Regions from separate parts of the Ovis aries genome. Here region 1 is linked to region 2. The links are chromatin contacts, called in public Hi-C maps. All regions are on one chromosome and are shown on one strand. The core of a region is the stretch at or near the end of the contact, and the rest is flanking DNA. Distances in the headings are between cores, read along the strand shown. Region 1 holds the start of ETV6 (ETS variant transcription factor 6). Region 2 overlaps ETV6 (ETS variant transcription factor 6).

Region 1 (2,700 bases), core at 164-2,663, 130 kb after region 2:
AATGAAAGTGCACACGGAACGCAGGGAAGGGAAAATTAATTGGGGGAGATGGACAGATCAGTGTGCCTCCTCACGGTGGCAAACTTTACAACAACTTTTTAGAAGCAACAAACCGCAGCACCACTAGCCTTTACAGACATACAGACATGTACATAAATGCTCACACACACCACTACTTGGAAGATAAGTACTGTGTTTGCAAACATCCTCCACCATCCTGCATTTACCAGACTGCAAACCTTGGCCAGAGACTGGGAGATTTCTACTCTTAGCTACCCTCTCTGCACTGTCAAAGTGGGAAGGTCATTCTGCCTGGTCACTTCAATCATTCTCCCTGCATGACAAGAGTTTTCTACTTTTGGATTGCTCAACGTTCAGATGCCTACGAGAGTAAAATAACCATTCAGCAACTTTATTCACCTTGGTTTAAAAAAAAAAAAAAAAGAAAGAAAGAAAAGAAAGAAATTCATTGTGCAATGCCCAGGAAAAGCTGACAGCACTACTGTCTCTCCGACAAGCGCCTGCAATTACAATGGGGCGGCAGGGGGGTGGGGGGGGGGAGAGACTGTCTGACCAGACTCGCGGAACCCTTAAAAAAAAGATTCCAACCCCAATGGAGCCGGAGAGCTTTTTTTTTTTTTTTTTCTAAGGAGACCACCCCTCGGGAACAAAAGTTACATTTCGATCACATGTTGGGAGTAGGAGTAGGGAGCAGGCTTTTTTTTTTTTTTTAAGCGCACTAATTACCGGGGTGTTTTGCAGACCTGAGGACCACTCGGGTTCCTCCTGACCGACTGTGACCGGCATTTCCTTGTCAAAAAGCAAAGGAGGTGGGGTGGGGGCGCAGGAGCCGACACGGGGCTCGGCGGGAGCGGGGAAGCAGCAAGGTTACACTAGAGGGTACGCCGCCGCCGAGAGCTGCATCTCCTTCCCCGGCGCCCCAAATAATTTCCTGCGAACAGAGCGACTGCAACAGCCCCCTCGGATCGGAGGAGCCCGGCACGATCAGCCGGGCCGGTGCAGCTCAAGGCTTTCCACCCCGGAGAGGGAGGGGGAGAAGATCTTTACCTTAATGCTACACTGAGCAGGAGTCTCAGACATGTCTCACAGCGAGAGAGATCAGGAAGTTCTCAGTTTTTTTTCCACTTTCCTTTCCTCTCCCCAACCCAGAAACGCTCCACGGCCAGCCGGACGCGGTCATTTAAGAAGTTTCTTGCAGCATCTCTCCCGGCGGCCGCCCCGGGGGGCCGCGAGCGCGCGGGGCGGGGCGGGGCGGGCCGGGCGCCGGCCGAGTCGCCGCGCGCGGGGTGGCGGGGGCGTGGGAGCGGGCGGCGCGGCGGCGGGGTCTGCAGGTCGCGGCGCGGCGACCCGGGGCGCTAGCCCGGCCGGCCTGCCCCGCTCTCTCCTCCCACCCGGGCCGGCGCCCCCGCCCCCCGCCCTCCCGCCGCTCTCCCTCGCCCTCCCTCTCTCTCTCTCGAATGTTTTCCTTCCTGGAAGAGAGAAACTGAAAGGCAGAACTGAGAAAGCTCTTTGCTCATTGATCTTGAGAGTTTCAGTGCAGAAACTGACGTGAATTCCCAGCACTGAGCTCTGCCTCTTAAAGGAGCCACCAGGAAATAAAAGCTCGGGTTACAGCCCGGCATCGGGAAATAAAAGCCGCGCGGGGGAGGGGGGGGGGGAGAGGCGGCGCGGCGGCCGGGGGGCGGGGGACCGTGCGCTAGGCCCCCGGGGCCCGGGCGCGGGGCTGCTAAGCTCCGCCGGGCCGCTGCCGGGCTCGCGCCTCGGGGCCCCAGAACCCTCCGGACAGGATCAACGAGGCGTTGATCCGATCCCCTCCCCTAGTTCCGTCTCTTAGATACACTGAAAGGCACAGGGCTTTTTTTTTTTTTTTTTTTAATTTTTCCTCCGTCCCCCCTCCCGCCACCCCGAGCCGAGCGCGGACGCAATGAAAATAATTATATAGGAAGGGACATTCCGGTAAGGACGCGGAACCCGAAGGAGGAAATAAAACAATAGCCTTTGTTCTGCTTCTCGACCGCGGCCTCTTTAAGAGAATCCACCAGGAAATGGGAGATCGGGTTACAGCCCGCACCGGGGAAAAGGGGCGAGCGGGCGAGCGGCGGAGCGCGACGCCGCCGGAGACAAAGCGGGGCTGCTGCCCGCAGATGCCCGCCCGGCCGCGGGGGGGAATTCCCCGCCGAGGTGGGCGCCCCGAAAACGCTAGGTGCGCGCGCGCGCACCCGCCGGGCCGGGGATGCGGGCGCTGCCGGGCCGAGCACGCGTCCTGGAGAAGGGAAGGCGGCTGGGCAGTTATCAAAGGCGGTTGAGTTCCTTTTCCTGACCACCGCCACCCCCAGCCACCCTTCCTCCCTGTTTCGAAATCTGCTGTCCTTTTAAAGCAATAGCGGCCGCTACCAACCGACAAAGGGGACTCGAGTACAAAGTTGACAGGACGGGTTCCTGGAGATAATAGCCCTCCCCGGACCGCTTCTCAGAAGCCGTCACTGACAGATGGGACGACCCCCGGGATCCTGCCGGGAGGGTGGGAAGAATATTTGGCTGGGAAAACAATTGAGGTTAAAGCCGGTGGGGCTGAAGGTTCTATCCTTGAGTACGTGTTGTCTGATCACTCTATTATTTTTATTGTTGTTTATAGTCTCTGAAAATGCTCCGAAGCGTCCACCGCTGGACACATTATTA
Region 2 (2,700 bases), core at 7-2,506:
TAGCAATACCATAAATGTCCTGCTGCTGTCTTGGCTCTCGGATTCTTCCCCGTACTTTCCATGAGCATTCCACTGGGAATTGTCTGGAATCCCAGATTTGAACAGCAATAACCAAATTCCCTTGTCAGAAGATTTATTTTCTTTTCGGCTTGGAAACTCAGCTGGGAGGCATCCTCAAGTGTACAGCCCAGCCGCAACCAACCTAGAGGCTTCAGGGGATGTTTCTCGAACAGCACAACGGGCAGCTGAGTTTTGGAACTCACGAGAGAGGCGGGCAGCTCAGCCTCCCGTGGAAAGTCCCAGCTGAGGACAGATGGCAAGAGCCTGGGAACCGGAGGATTCGTTCCAGATGTGGGAACCAGTGGTGTTACGAGAGGGCCAGTGCAGATGCCAAGGAGGGCTCTAACTAATCAGGCTGCCCAGAGAGTAGCCCTCAGACAAAACAATCACCATGAAACCTAAATCCATCACCTAACGACTGACTATGTTTTAAGGCCAGTGGTGCTCTGCTACAGTTCTAGATCGGATAATTCTCTACGTGGGTATCCATCCAACCGTCTATCTACTCATCCATCCATTATCCAAGCGAGAAATGTAAACTATTCGACAACTGATCCACCAGTTAGAACAGATTCCAGCCAGAAACCAGCCCTCTGGCGACATCCGTGAATACTGGCTAAGTGGCAACCCTGAACTCATCCACCCATCCAAAAGGTACATAGTAAATATACTTACATCGTGGCAGGATAGATAACAGCCCAGGTGGCGCAGTGGTAAAGAATCTGCCTGTCAATGCAAGAGACGTGGGAGACGTGGGTTCAATTCCTGGGTTGGGAAGATCCCCTGGAGAAGGAAATGGCAGCACGCTCCAGTATTCTTACCTGGAGAATCCCATGGACAGAGGAGCCTGGCCAGCTATGGCCTGTGGTTTCTCGAAGAGTTGGACATGCCAGCACACACACAGACACACAGGCTCTGGAGTCAGACAGAACTGAGTCTCCCATTGACTGGGTGACCCTGGTAGTTTGTTCACATTCTCTTAAACCCTAAATTCCTTATGTGTGACACGGATATAGAAAGAATATCTACAAGTATTGCTGTGAGAATAAATAAAATAATTTCCATCAAGGACTTCACACAGTGCCTGCTACAGAGTCATCCCAATAAATAAATATTAGCTATGATGCTTATGTGCTAGGCACATGGCAGGGCCTGGCCAAACAGTGGTGAACAGCACAGCTGTGACTCAATGAGGAAACTCTCCACTCAAGAAAAAATGTTACAATGTCTGTATGGAAGAAACAGTCCCAAGTAGGGAAAATGATATCTTAGGTGAGGTCATAATATTTTCAAGGTAAGAGGGCTGTTAAACATTCTCCTGTCCAATCACCATCTTGCATGGTAGGAAAACTGAGTGTTATGATGACTGACTCACAGTCAAACAGCTCGTCTAACAGCAGAACTAGTTAAGGATCTGAGTGCCAGTTCGTTGTTAGTGCATTTTATCATGATAACTTTTTATGGAGAGGCAGCGCTAGGGTAAAAGAGCCTCCATATGTGAAAGCCATCCAGTGGCAAACCAAGAGTTAGGGCTTTCTTGGGATGTGGGGGTGCGGTGGGGGTGGGGAGCGGGGTCAGGGGAGTGAGTGTGTCAGTACAGAATTCAAAAGCTTATTTAGAACAGGAGTTCATCATTTCCTTTTCTCTCTTTATGGAGACTCCAAGCTCCACAGGGGCAAGCAGTTGGGTCTACTCTATTCCCTTCAAAGTGCCTGGCATAGGGCAGGTAATCAGCAACTGCTTGTGGAATGAATAAATGAATGGGATTAGGAGCAGGCATGCTTTGTCTGCATGGCCTGAGTCTGTTCCATCCTGAAGTGAATGTCCTGGTCATAGAACAGCTTCTGGAGAAAAAAAAGGCTCACACCTGGCTGTGGTCTCTTTCCCAGTCTGTCTGCTCACAATACTCATTGGTACCAGAATGCTCCAGTATACTGCAGACGACCATGCCCACAGTCATGACCCTGACACCTTCACAGTCCTAATCTCTTTAAAGTTCACTGTGGAGAAGATGGTAGACAGAGGCTGGAAGGTGCTGACCACAGTATACGAGCTTTGTAAACACCGATAGACATGGCAGGCTGGCTGAAGGAGGTGAAGGATGCTCCCACATCCCTTGAAGTTTACAGCTACCATCCTCACTGTGAAAGAGAAGGGATATGCCAGTAACACCCCCCCAGTACCTCCTAGCGTCACAGTCATCTGATCTGCTGAGTAGGCACAGACAGAGGAAACAGAAGCCTGCATCTTCTCCTCTCGCTCCCCACTCTTAGTAGGCAGCCTTGGTCTTTCTCAGGAGGGATAAGCCACGAAGAGCAGAATAACCCAGGGAGCACGACTGTGGCAGAAAGAGACAGCAGCTACAACCAGACCAACATGCAGGTCGTGAGAAATCAATTAGGGAAGGGCCAAGGTGACTCCCTCCCCCTGCCGAGTCCTCTATAACCGGAACCTGCATCCTGAGGGTAACAGTCAAGCCAGAGAACCTGGCATTTTCCTGGACACCGCAGCCAGGGCAGAAACCAAGCGATCCATTCTCCCCGGCCACACCCAGCACCTTGGATCTTCGGGGCTGAGTGGCAGCTCAGAAGAGAGACAAAAAGGAAAGGGACAGGTGTCAGGTGCTTTGGAGGCTGGCCC

The links. A called contact is a pair of places that touch in the nucleus more often than the background predicts.
Region 1: a Hi-C map of tail adipose tissue shows a contact between it and region 2, with 2.3 times the contacts expected there. The contact joins the promoter of ETV6 here to the enhancer-like site in region 2. A contact is called at or near these places in 5 of 16 Hi-C or Micro-C datasets (blood, liver, omental adipose tissue and 1 more).

The regions. Positions count from the first base shown.
Region 1 is chr3:203,891,995-203,894,694 of ARS-UI_Ramb_v3.0, forward strand. It overlaps ETV6 (ETS variant transcription factor 6), which reads right to left and starts at 1,414. Exons shown (of 8, transcript XM_060413417.1): 1 at 1,069-1,414. The coding sequence starts at 1,101.
Region 2 is chr3:203,766,640-203,769,339 of ARS-UI_Ramb_v3.0, forward strand. All of the region lies in intron 2 of ETV6 (ETS variant transcription factor 6), which reads right to left. Among named protein-coding and RNA genes, the nearest start is that of ETV6, 130 kb to the right of the region's middle. Within about 2 kb of position 1,257, at least 15 of the 54 cell types and tissues checked have an H3K27ac peak or open chromatin away from gene starts, as enhancers often do. A contact at or near this core is called in tail adipose tissue, where this site is marked.